Regions from separate parts of the Mus musculus genome. Here regions 1 and 3 are each linked to region 2. Evidence: chromatin contacts called from public HiChIP or PLAC-seq data. All regions are on one chromosome and are shown on one strand. The core of a region is the stretch at or near the end of the contact, and the rest is flanking DNA. Distances in the headings are between cores, read along the strand shown. Region 1 holds the start of Gas2l1 (growth arrest-specific 2 like 1). Region 2 has its middle 7.2 kb from the start of Gm11963. Region 3 holds the start of Urgcp (upregulator of cell proliferation).

The links. HiChIP or PLAC-seq counts read pairs in DNA pulled down with a chosen protein or histone mark.
Region 1: a contact with region 2 is called in an H3K4me3 HiChIP or PLAC-seq map of embryonic stem cells, with 5 times the contacts expected there. The contact joins the promoter of Gas2l1 here to the enhancer-like site in region 2. A contact is called at or near these places in 2 of 39 promoter capture datasets (pre-B cells and stem cell-derived epiblast-like cells) and 5 of 115 datasets of contacts at active chromatin or transcription factors (embryonic stem cells, forebrain, memory CD8 T cells and 2 more).
Region 3: a contact with region 2 is called in an H3K4me3 HiChIP or PLAC-seq map of embryonic stem cells, with 33 read pairs. The contact joins the promoter of Urgcp here to the enhancer-like site in region 2. A contact is called at or near these places in 1 of 39 promoter capture datasets (liver), 2 of 15 datasets of contacts at CTCF or cohesin (large pre-B cells and pro-B cells), 5 of 484 Hi-C or Micro-C datasets (CD4 T cells, bone marrow-derived macrophages and embryonic stem cells) and 16 of 115 datasets of contacts at active chromatin or transcription factors (the NIH/3T3 cell line, T-cell acute lymphoblastic leukemia, acute myeloid leukemia and 9 more).

Annotation. Positions count from the first base shown.
Region 1 is chr11:5,062,832-5,066,908 of GRCm38.p6, reverse strand. It overlaps Gas2l1 (growth arrest-specific 2 like 1), which reads left to right and starts at 1,582. Exons shown (of 7, transcript NM_144560.3): 1 at 1,582-1,694; 2 at 1,815-2,072; 3 at 2,431-3,083. The coding sequence starts at 2,451.
Region 2 is chr11:5,476,848-5,480,601 of GRCm38.p6, reverse strand. No RefSeq gene overlaps it. Among named protein-coding and RNA genes, the nearest start is that of Gm11963, 7.2 kb to the left of the region's middle. Within about 2 kb of position 2,246, at least 10 of the 459 cell types and tissues checked have an H3K27ac peak or open chromatin away from gene starts, as enhancers often do. A contact at or near this core is called in embryonic stem cells, where this site is marked.
Region 3 is chr11:5,739,158-5,743,231 of GRCm38.p6, reverse strand. Urgcp (upregulator of cell proliferation) reads left to right here and starts at 2,056. Exons shown (of 6, transcript NM_178623.3): 1 at 2,056-2,135. The coding sequence starts at 2,122.

The sequences.
Region 1 (4,077 bases), core at 333-2,832, 410 kb after region 2:
AAAAAGTATCGGTGTATCAGATTATTTTGAAGATGATTGCTGGGTATGACGGTTCATTACTGCTTGTTCCAGGACAAGTCATTTCTCAATTCCTTCACTTAGAATTCAGTCTCCATAGCCAATTCTTCAGGACTTCACTCCCTGCTAGGTGTTATTTTTTTTTTTTTTTTTGTTTAACAACTCCGTGTCCACAATGTTCACCCCCAAACCTGGGATTTCTCCCTCATCTATACTCACACACTCACCTCACTAACATACATCATCAGTTTTCAACAGGCAGTCAAGATCCAGCATCCCCTCTCCCCATTCAACCTAAACCACTTGCCTCCCTCAGAGGCTTCCCTGACCCTGACCCTGACGCTGCAACAACAGCAGTTACAGGAGCCCTTATGGCTGCTACGTCAGCCTCTCCTAAATTCCTCCTTAGAGAGAGGCCTGGGATCCCAACAGAGAGAGCACACCATGAGTTCAAAGCCAGCTCAGGCTACATAGCAGAACTCTGTAAAAGTAATGACATGGTGGAACATTCCTTTAATCCCAGCACTCAGGCGGCAGAGACAGGCAGATCTCTATGACTTTTGAGGCCAGCCTGGTCTATATAGGGAGTTCCAGGCCAGCCTGGTCTACATAGTGAGATCCTGCCTCAAAACCACAACAAACTCCAACAATAATAATTTAATAATAATTAACAAATAAACCGGGGGCTGGGGAGATGGCTCAGTGGTTAAGAGCACCAACTGCTCTTCCGAAGATCCGGAGTTCAAATCCCAGCAACCACATGGTGGCTCACAACCATCCGTAACAAAATCTGATGCCCTCTTCTGGAGTATCTGAGGACAGCTACAGTGAACTTACATATAATAAATAAATCTTTAAAAAAAAACAAACAAATAAACCTCTCTTCCATGACCTTTGAAAAGCATGGTCCACAAGGCCCTAATGTTTCACCACTTCAGCCTTGCAAACCTACCCATTTTTCTTTCCTTCTTCCTTCCTTTCCTTTTTTTGAGATAGGCTTCCTCAGTGTGAAAAACTTTCCCTCTAGATGACTCTCAGCTTCCTCCGTCGCCTCCTTCCTTGATCTGAGTTAAAATTAAGTCCACACACCCCCACAAGATTTCCAGTCTCTCTCCAGCATCTCACTCCTCTCTCGGGCGACAGTAGGGGGCAGGATTCCCTAGATCTTCCAGGTTCCTCCTAAGGCGTGTAGTTGCCCCTGCCACACCCCCTCTTTTAACCTAACCCGCAGCCACCTTCCGATCCCTGAGCCTCATCGTCCTTGTACCTTAAGCTATCCCTGGGCCGTCCTGCAGGAAGAGCACCCAGTTATCTGACTTGCAGAGGTCCACCCGGGACGGAGGTGACTCTGCAGTCCCCGGCCCCTATCGCTTCCGGGGAGGCCACTGTCACGGGGGAAGGACAGCTGAAAGGATCTGAACCCCGCCTAGGAAGACCCAGACCCGGAGTTAAAGGGGGGGTGAGGTGGGGGTGATGCCTTAGGGCCTAAGGCCCGAGAAAGGCACGGCCCCTTTAAGAGCGCAGCTCCGCCCCTTCCTGGCCGGATCCAAATTCCAGGGGGGCGGGGCAGAGCGGACGCCTGGAAGCAGCGATCTCGGGCGACGCCTGTGTGCGGCGGCGCGGCCCGGCTCCGGCCCCGCCGGGGCGATGCTCCCCGGGGCGGCGGGGTGAGCCAGGTGAGCGCGGGGACCCCCAGGAGCCCTAGCCAGAGTGCCTGGAGGTGGGCCGGGCGGTGCGGGCTCTCTGCTTCCCAGGGCTGTGTGACCCTGACTGGGCACTCACCCTCTCTGGACCAGGCCTCGAGCACTGCGGAGGCTCGCGGGGGCCGTTCGGAGTCCCGGCCTTTCAGGCACCAGCTCGGGCGGCTTTTCGCAGCAGGAATCCGGCCTGCCTGGGTGACCCGATTCCTCCACCCACTGCTCTGCGACCTTCGGCGAATGCCTGCCCTTACTGCGCCTCAGTTTCCTCATCTGTAGAATGGAGACGCGGTCGCCGCTCAGCCTGTGGCGCGGCCCTTAGCGGAGAGGAGAAGGGAAAGGCGGGACTTCGTGCAGGTTATGGGCTGAGCAATGGAAACAGTCTCTCCGTGGTTCTGGGCGAGGCTCCTCTCCTGTCCCTCCCTACCCACATGTCTTCATGTTTTTAAATGGCATTTCTTCCTCGTGGGTGCCAACTTGTCCCCAGCCACCCTCTCCCGACCAGCCAGACAGCAAACATAAACACTACAATGGTGTAAATGTTACTGAGTCCCTTAAAGCAGGTCATGGCACCGTGAGAACAATGTGGTGCTACGTTTGCTTGTTCACAGCTTGCTCTTAAACTTAGCGTCTCCCCTGAGTGGCGGGCTGGTAGAGGTGGACCATTCTGAACCCTTTCGAGTCTTCACAGCAATCCTGACCTATGTCCCCACAGTGACTCCACTGGCTCTGGGCATGGCGAACCCAGTGGCGGGCATCGCAGGCTCTGCCGCCAAGAGTGTGCGACCCTTCCGATCCAGTGAGGCCTATGTGGAAGCCATGAAGGAAGACCTGGCCGATTGGCTCAATGCTTTGTACAGTCTAGGTCTCCCCGGCAGTGGCGATGGCTTCCTCACGGGGCTGGCCACAGGCACAACCCTGTGCCAACATGCCAACGCTGTCACCGAGGCTGCCCGGGCTCTGGCTGCTGCCCGTCCAACCCGAGGTGTGGCCTTCCAGGCACACAGTGTGGCGCCTGGCTCCTTCATGGCCCGAGACAACGTGGCCTCTTTCATCGGCTGGTGCCGGGCTGAGCTGGGCGTGCCTGAAGTGCTCATGTTTGAGACAGAGGACCTGGTGCTACGCAAGAACGAGAAGAGTGTGGTGCTCTGCCTGCTGGAGGTCGCCCGGCGTGGGGCGCGCCTTGGCCTGCTTGCCCCGAGGCTGGTACAGTTCGAGCAGGAGATCGAGCGGGAGCTTCGAGCTACCCCTCAGGTTTCCAGCGTCCCTGCTGCTGAAGAGGATGTCACTGAAATTGCCACTGTACCAGGGGTTCCCACCCGCACACCCCGCATGACGCCCAATGACCTTCGAAACCTTGATGAGCTGGTGAGTCTTCTGATATCCACATTGGGTGTCCCATCCCGTCCCGTCCCGTCCCCCCCCCCCCATCAGGGGACCAGATGGCAGAGCTAATACCTACCCCAACCCTAAGCCTCCAGGGGCCCATTCTCAGCAGCCTTCCCCACTAAGAGTACATATGGTGACTGCCAAGTGTGTACCTGGCCACAAAGAAATAAGCTCAGAGAGGCAGAGGTGCTGAGTGAGGCCACACAGCTCAGGTGGGTCTGAGGCAGGAGATCAGCTTTTAGTATTAAATGAGCGGCAACTAAGTTGAGTGCTTTCCTTCATTTGGAGGACTGTGACTTGGGGGGTGCCAGGCAGATGCATTGGCAGCCTCAGACCTGGGGCTGAGTGGCCGCTACCCGGGCTTGAGGCTATATATGTAGGAAGCTCTTGGCAAGAAGCCTGGTACACAAGGAGGGTCTGGGAAGACACCAACCCTGGTGCCCTGATAGAGAGCCTGGCCCCGCTACCACTGCTCCTGGGAACAGGAGGTGCACTTGGGAGCACAGGAGGTACAGACCCCCAGCTCCCTCCGCCTTTCCCAAGACCGATGTGTCCCTGACACCCCCGCAACTGGGCCAAGAGTTTCTTTCTTATCAGGAGCTTAGGACTATGATGTGCCTGCCCAAGTCAGGCATCCGATGGTTGTGGGCAGAATGGTGGCCCGATCTCCACCCACTCACCCCCAGCCTCCACCCCCCCCAACCCAGCTCATTCCCTCTGGCACCGGGCTGCCGTGGGTAGGCCTCCCACATAGCCAGCCTGCCTCCATTGACAAGTATGCAGTAGTGTCCGACGTGGTACCCTCTGATTGCCATGCTCAGCTGGGAGCATGGCCCCCTGCACTCATCTTGAACCTTCCCGTCCAGACTGTGGACCTCACCAGTGTGAAGATGTTATGGGCTTAAGGCCTTTCAGAGTGTTTCTTCCAGGAGATAGGCCTTGGCTTCTCCTCTTCTTCGAGTTGGCTCTCAGA
Region 2 (3,754 bases), core at 997-3,496:
TGGTACCCAGGGCTTTGCACATGCTCAGTAAGAGCTTCTGAGCTCTTCCATATTGCATTCCAATCCTGGGCTGGCCTTGGGCCCTGAGAGCTGGGATCCCAGCTGTGCACCCCCACCCCCACCTGCTTATTTTATTTTGTTACAGTTTCAGCAAGATAACCAGAATAGAGTGGTTCTGCTAACTTTCCCAATACTCTTTCTCTCCAGTAACTTAACAATAGGAAGAGAAATCCTTTACTAAGTATTTCTAGTAAACCAATGAAACTTCAATTCAGGCCATGTTTCATGTTTGCTTAGGAAACTACATGTCTATCACAGTGGTATCTGAAAACAGTTCTGGAGGCTGGAGATGGCTCAGAGGTTGAGAGCACTGACTGCGCTTCCAGAGGTTCTGAGTTCAAATCCCAGCAACCTCATGATGGCTCACAGCCATCTGTAATGGGATCTGATGCCCTCTTCTGGTGTGTCTGAAGACAGCCACAGTGTCCTCATATGCATAAAATAAATAAGTCTTTAAAAAAGAAAGCAGTTCTGTAAGGCAAGGACCACGTTTATCATAATCATCACAACAGCCTCCACACCCAACACAATATATGATGTAAATATTTACTGTAGATATGATTAAACCATGAATATACCACTGTAAAAGTACAATATATGTGTGTCCATGCCTTTAAATATTTATCATTTTTATTAATCTTATCATTTTTATTAAACTTATCATTTTTATTAATCTTATTCTGTTTATTAAAATAGCACGTTCATTGGAGATGTCAGAAAATTAATAAACCAAAACCACTAATATTTCTACCATCAACAGAAAAATTAATATTTTATTTGTGGAGTGGAAAAATGGCTCATGGGTAAAAGCATTTGCTATGCAAGCATGAGGAACTGAGTTCGAATCCCCAGAACCCATGTAAAAGTCAAACCAGTAACATGAGTGTCTGCAGTCCCAGAGCCTCTATGGAGAGATGGGAAATGGAGACAAGAGAACTCCCAGGAGCTCTCAGGCCAGTGTGCCTGTCATACACAGCAAGTAATGAGCCTCTCAAACAGGTAGGAGGTGAGGACTGACTCCCTCCAACTATGGCCTGTACACACCCACATTCACTGCACAAATGCGTGTGTGCACGCACGCTCGCACACACACTTTGTTTGATCCAGAAACTTGCTAGACTCTATCCCCCACCTGACAAGAACATATGTAGAGGAGGAAGACACAGTATATAGTCCTTGTCCCCAAGGCCAGGACAGATGAACCACAGAGCCAAGGAGGCTTCGGTGAGAAAGATGGAAGATTCTGATCGGCATTAAACGGAGCTCCCAAGGGCTGAGAATGGAGTTCTGAGCATGCTCAAAGGCCCGAGCTTGATCCTCAGAATGGGGAAAAGAAAATAAGTAAAAAGCAAGCAAGGAAAAAAACTGTAAAGAATATTTAGGAGGTGGGGATATATCTCAATTGGTAGAGTGCTTATCTAGCATGCAGGAGAACTGGCTTCAAGTCAAGTGCTCATAAGTCAGGCACAGGAGCACAAAGCTGGGAGCAGGAGGGTCAAGAGTTCAAGGTCATCCTCAGCTACACGCAGCAGAATATCTGTAGAAGCCAGAGGACAACCTGACAACTTGTAAGTAGTCCCCGGAGATTTGAACTCAGGCACTCAGGCTTGGCATCGAGTGCTTTTCCTCTTTGAGTCATCTCTTCAATCCTAAAATGGACTTTGGAATGAATTTTATTTCTTTCCTTTTTTAAATATTTATTTTATGTATGAGTTCTCTACACATGTACACCTGTGTACCAGAAGAGGGCATGAGATCCCATTACAGATGGTTGTGAGCCACCATGTGGTTGCTGGGAATTGAACTCAGGACCGATGGAAGAGCAGCCAGTGCTCTTAAACGTTGAGCCGTCTCTCCAACTTCCACTTGTAAATCTTTTTAAGATAATTGTGAGGCTTACCTTATGGAACTTTTTCTTTATTTTCCAAAATTACTAAATTAGTTATTGTTTTACACAGTTTTGCTAATCTAAAATATTTTTACATTTATTTTGAGTTTATTGTGTGTGTAAGGGGAGGTTCTGTTGCTAACGTCCTGTTCCCCAAATGGTTCTTGATTTATCAGTAAAGAAGGCCGGGTGTGGGGGAGGAAGCAGGAGACAATTGCTGGATGGAAGCACAGGTGGGACTTCCGGCCCCGGGAGGAAAAGGCAGACACAGAGGAGGAGAGGGGCGTTTCTGCTCTGCTTTGGAGGAAGAAGAATGTAGCAACCATGCAAGGTCTCTGGACAAGCTGGGGCTGTGGCCTCCACTCCAGGCAGGTGGCCAAGGATGTTTGGCGGGGCAGGTGGGACTAGGCACTAAGTTTAGGGCAGGTGGAGAGATGGAGATAATAAATTGGTAAGAGCGCACTTTTCCAGGTGGGGGATATCGCCCCCAGCAACTGTGCCTAGAAGGTAAGTTGTAAAGTAACAACCTGTGTGTGCCTTTTATCCAAGGATTCGGGGAAGCCGGGTGGGAGCTGGGATCATGGTCAAAGGCAGGTAGTACAAAGGGCCAGAGTGCAGCCCGTCCCAGGCAGAGGCGGTGGCATTTAAAACTACGTGCAACGTGTGTGTAGATCAGAAGAAAACTTAAAGAAGCCAGTTGATTCCAGAGATCAAGCTCAACTCCTGAGGCTCAGCAGCAACCCGCCCTGAGCCATCTACTCTAGTGAGTCATTTGATCTTTCACTTGCCCCTTGTCTGGAATGCAGATGAGATGGGAAAGATGGAGCAGCCGTCTTGTGACCACGAAGGGATGGGTCCAGCATGACAGTGGTGAGGGTCAGGGCTAGGTGGTCAGAAAGGACAGACAGATGTGAAGTGAGTTTCTGCTGGCAGCACACAGCCACAGCTCACAAGCCCAGAATGCCCATTTCTGGGTTTTTATCATACGGGAAGAGCCAACCCATTCTTTGGCTGGGTTTTCGGCTACAAAGCCAAACCAATCAATAGCTGGTAGAAAGGCTGAGCTACAGATATATTTTAAGCTGGGGCACTACACGTGGCTCTAGGGCCTGGAGAGATGGGAATTAGAAGCAAATGCTGAACTTGTATCAGGCCAGATCACAGAGCCTTCTGGGGAACCCAGGCCCTGGGCCTTAGACCGAGAGTGCCATCCTTCAAGATAAACAATGTGTAAATGAATCATTTTAAAGGAAAATTCTCCTGCCTTTCTCCCCACATCCCATAGTAGTCACTAAAAGCACTTTAAATTGTTGTTTGTTTCTACTGACCAGCTTTAGATTCACTATGTAGTTCCGGAAGGGATTGAACGTGGAGCCTCCTGTCTCCATCTTTGGAGGCCTGGAATTACGGGTGTGTGTTACCACTGCCAGGACAAATAGTGCTGGAGATTCAGTGTTGAGAGACCACATCTTCTTATGTGTAGGACTGTGGGTCTAGTATGTAGCAATGCAAGCATGCACACACACACACACACACACAGAGTCAATTTAAGATTGTCTGGTGGCACACCCCTGTGATCCACTCATAGTGAGACTCTGTCTCAAAAACAAGAGAAAACAATCCAGTCTCTACCATGCCAGCCACTCTTCAGACACTCGATAATCAATATTGGTATATTTGCATGATTTAGGTTGCTTTTTTTTTTTTTCAGACGGGGTTTTGTTTTGTAGCCCAGGCTGCCTTCAGATTCAAGGTCCACGTGCTCTGTCTCCCCCACGCTGGGATTGCAGGTGTGTAGTTACACTC
Region 3 (4,074 bases), core at 807-3,306, 260 kb before region 2:
AGGCCTGCACTACCACAGCCTGGCGGAAGAGGCTTCCTTTTGCACATCAATTTAGGTTTTTGTTTTGTTTTGTTTTGTTTTTTTTTGGGGGGGGGGGTGTTCAAGACAGGGTTTCTCTGTGTAGCCCTGGCTGTCCTGGAACTCACTTTGTAGACCAGGCTGGCCTTGAACTCAGAAATCCACCTGCCTGTGCCTCTGCCTCTGCCTCTGCCTCTGCCTCTGCCTCTGCCTCTGCCTCTGCCTCTGCCTCTGCCTCTGCCTCTGCCTCTGCCTCTGCCTCTGCCTCCCAAGTGCTGAGATTAAAGGCGAGGCCACCACCGCCCTGCTTGTTTTGGTTTTTTAAACTTGCTTTAGTCTGGCCTTCTCTAGTGGCGATCATTACTGCCTTGAATCCAGCCATTTATGATTGCCCAGTCCTCAACCTTTCTCACCCTTTCTTCTGGATTTGTACTTTGTATCGAACTTTCCATTTGTCAGCTTTCCTGGGTAGCTCTCTGATGTCTTCTGAACATCTCAAGTAATTGTTAGCTTTTGTTTTCCTGAAGAGGGCAAGAATGTCCAGAAGCACTGACTGGATTCAAGTACTGAAAGAGAACCTGTACTAAAGGAGTATTCATTTATTTAGCCCTCAGAGAAGAAGAGAATGAGGAGTGGTGGCCCTGGAGAGCTCCTGTCTTATCTGGGCAACTGTAGCTAGTAAGTAGGCAGAGCCCAGTTTCCAGCCTAGGTGTTCTGGTCGATGGGCAAATTGTTCAATTATCTCTTCGGTGCTTTATAATCTCTTTGGTGTTTAATATTCTTTTTTTTTAAGATTTATTTATTTTATTATCTGTAAATACACTGTAGCTGTCTTCAGACACTCCAGGAGAGGGCGTCAGATCTCATTACCGATGGTTGGGCGCCACCATGTGGTTGCTGGGATTTGAACTCAGGACCTCTGGAAGAGCATTCAGTGCTCTCAACCACTGAGCCATCTCTCCAGCCCGGTGTTTAATATTCTTAGTGGTGAAGAGAATACTATCTCAATGTTGGGCCCTGCCCCGCATGGTGGTGCACACTTTTAATCTCAGCACTCTGGAGAAAAAGCAGGCAGGTGGAACTCCATGAATTCAAGGCCATCCTGGTCTACACAGCAAGCTCTTGGCAGGACAGTGTTAAACAGAGAACCTGTCTCAATGAAAATAAAGAAAAAGAACTTGAAGGTAGGAAGGTGGGGAGGAGCTGGGAAGGGAAATTATAGTGACACATAGTTTGTATTTTTTTTCTCATTTTCTCAACAGTTCATTACTACCGTTTGATTTGATTTTACTGGTTATGAGTTCTGAAATGACATGATTGGACTAATGCTTTTATGTCACAGAAAGGAAAATGCACTGTATGAAAAAAATAAATTGAAAAAACAACTTAATGTGATAACACAAAAATGCCACCAGCAGTGGTTTGCACTGCATAGTCCAGAGTTTGTTTCTTTAAATTAGGTATTTTCTCTTAAAAGATATAATTTGTCTTTGAAACTAATTTAGCAGGGGCTGGAACCAAGCCTCAAAATTTTACATGCCTAAATATTCATAGCTTGTAGGTGATTCTGGGAAACCCCACTGCACAAGTTCTAAACTTTTTATTTCTATGTAATACAAGATAAGGCTTAATATACACACTTAAAAAAAAAGTGGGAAACCAGCTCAGAGGCCAACATTACTCCACCCCGCTGCGAACTAGTAGCAGGAGAGATGTTGTTTTCCTTTAGAACAGCAACACTGTACACCCCAGAGGTAGAGGAAAGTGCGTTTCTTACAGAAATTAACATCAGAATGCGGGGACTAGAGGGTGGTGTCCAGCAGTCTGGCAGCTGTCAGTGGCCCCAGGGCAGGTCTGGCTCCGCAGGTGAGTTCCAGCCTCCGGGCAGCGGGCCGGCCTGGCCGGTGGCTGCCGTAGGTAGTGCTCTGGGCCCAGGGCGTCCTCTCCCTCGCCCCAGGCGCCCGCCTGCCCTCCACTGAGCTCAGCCCACGGCGCCCGACGCCCTAACGGAGCGGGCGGGGGCGGCCTACAGGCCCCTCCCCGGCGCCCGGCGGCAGCCGCGCAAGCAGCGGAGGAGGCGGGAGCGCCCAGGCCGCTGCGCTCATGGCGTCGCCGGGGTGAGTGAGGCGCTCCGGGTGTGCGGGGGGCGCCTGTTGGGCGAGGGGCGGGCGGAACTGTGCGTGTCCACCACCCGGCGCCCCCTTGGCCTCGGCCGGACCCCGGCTGACTCTGTCCCGCCAGGTGCCTGTCCACGACCCGCGGCCTCCCCCGCCGACCTTGGGCGGTCGTAGCCGGGCCAGGGTCTCCCGGCAGGGCCGCGGGCAGGACCAGCCAGGACAGCGGCCGGTCAGGGCCGGAGAAACGGGTTCTGGAGAGGGGCAGCAAGGAAGCTGCGGGAGGGGACTCGGGGTCCTAGGGCTCGGCTGAGGCCGCAGAGCGGCTTAGCAGGCCTGACGTGTGTTTCTGGCGTTTAGACTTGCTTGCGTTGGAAGTTGATGCTTGGGTTCACAGTCATTAGGGGACATCCCCAGGCTGTCCCACGTCAGGGCAAGTGGGGCTCAGCTGGACTGGACCCTTGTCCAGAGTGAAAAAGCGGATTCGGGATCTAAGACTGCCTGTGTTGGGGTGGGGGTGGGGGTGCTTCTGTGGGATGGCTACACTTGTTCTGGTATTACCTCTTTCCTAGTGCTCGTTCTCTCTCCCAAATAGTGTTCTTAGGAAATTATATAGTGACACATAGTTTGTATTTTTTTCTCATTTTCTCAACAGTTCATTACTACCGTTTGATTTGATTTTACTGGTTATGAGATCTGAAATGACATGATTGGACTAATGCTTTTATGTCACAGAAAGGAAAATGGGTCTCAAGGTCATCGCTATAGGTGGTAAACATCTTTTTGACTGTACGCCATCATTCAGAGGGTCTCAGACCCAGTAGTACTGGTAGCAGCCCACGCTGTGTATCATTGCAGTTAGAAGACTTACAGGTGCAGGAGGACTTCTGGGGGAAGCATGTAGAAGTTAGCTCTCCCACAAAGGCAGACTTCACTATGCTAGGGAGTGATTTGGCTCGGTACAGTGGTCTGAATGAAGGTGAATGAAGCAATCTGAACTTGATCCAGGCCTGCAGGCGCCAGTCAGATCATGGGCAATTTCCACCTGCCTAATGCCTTTCTAGGCTCGAGGGCAAGCAGGCACTTCTGAGACCAGGCCTTTTTCAATGCCAGCTGGGTATCCAGTACTTTGAGCTCATAAGGAGAATAAACTGTGATCCATCCTGGGCAGGCCAGGCTTTGGACCCAGAGGGCCAAGGTCCCTCTACATTCTTGCCCAGCCTCATAGGAAAGTGTAAGGCAGTGTTTGAGCCTGTGGCAGCTGCCATTAGGCTTGTAAGACAGCTTAGTACATTTTGTGTCTAAACACACTGCTTTGTAGACAGGGGTTGGAGGAGGATCTCCTAGGATTAATAATTCTGTGTGCCTGGACCCACAGAATTATGGTATTGTCTGATAACAGAATAGTGTAATGCCTGAACCATGGTCTGTATATATAGGTGGTATTAATATTTGCGATTCTAGTTGTGAGTGATCCAATTAATTTGTAATATTAATAGTAATCTGTAATTTCCTAAGGGGTGTCTATTAACAAAACTGAGGTCACAAAACTTTTAGTATACTCCATTTAAGGAGAAATCTATGCTTACTTTGATATGCATACACTACTATATTAGGTGTTTTAGAGAGCAAATATAGATCAATACATGGCAGAAATGGAAGGAGCTGTTCTGGGGAGGGGTGTCTCTACATTTGATTTTTTTTTTTTTTTTTTTTTTTTTTTTTTTTTTTGCTAAGTAGCAGTGTCAGTGATCTATGATAGAACTAGAGAGGAAAGAAAAAAAAAACTCTTAACTTGTTTTGAGTACCTTACAGATGTGCTAGGCATAGTGTCAAAGAAAGAAAAGATGTGTTTGAGAGATGACCCATAATCCACTGTGTCTTGAGCTAAATAAATAGAAGAGAAGGCAGGGACCGTGGACTCTTTGCCTACCACTAAAGG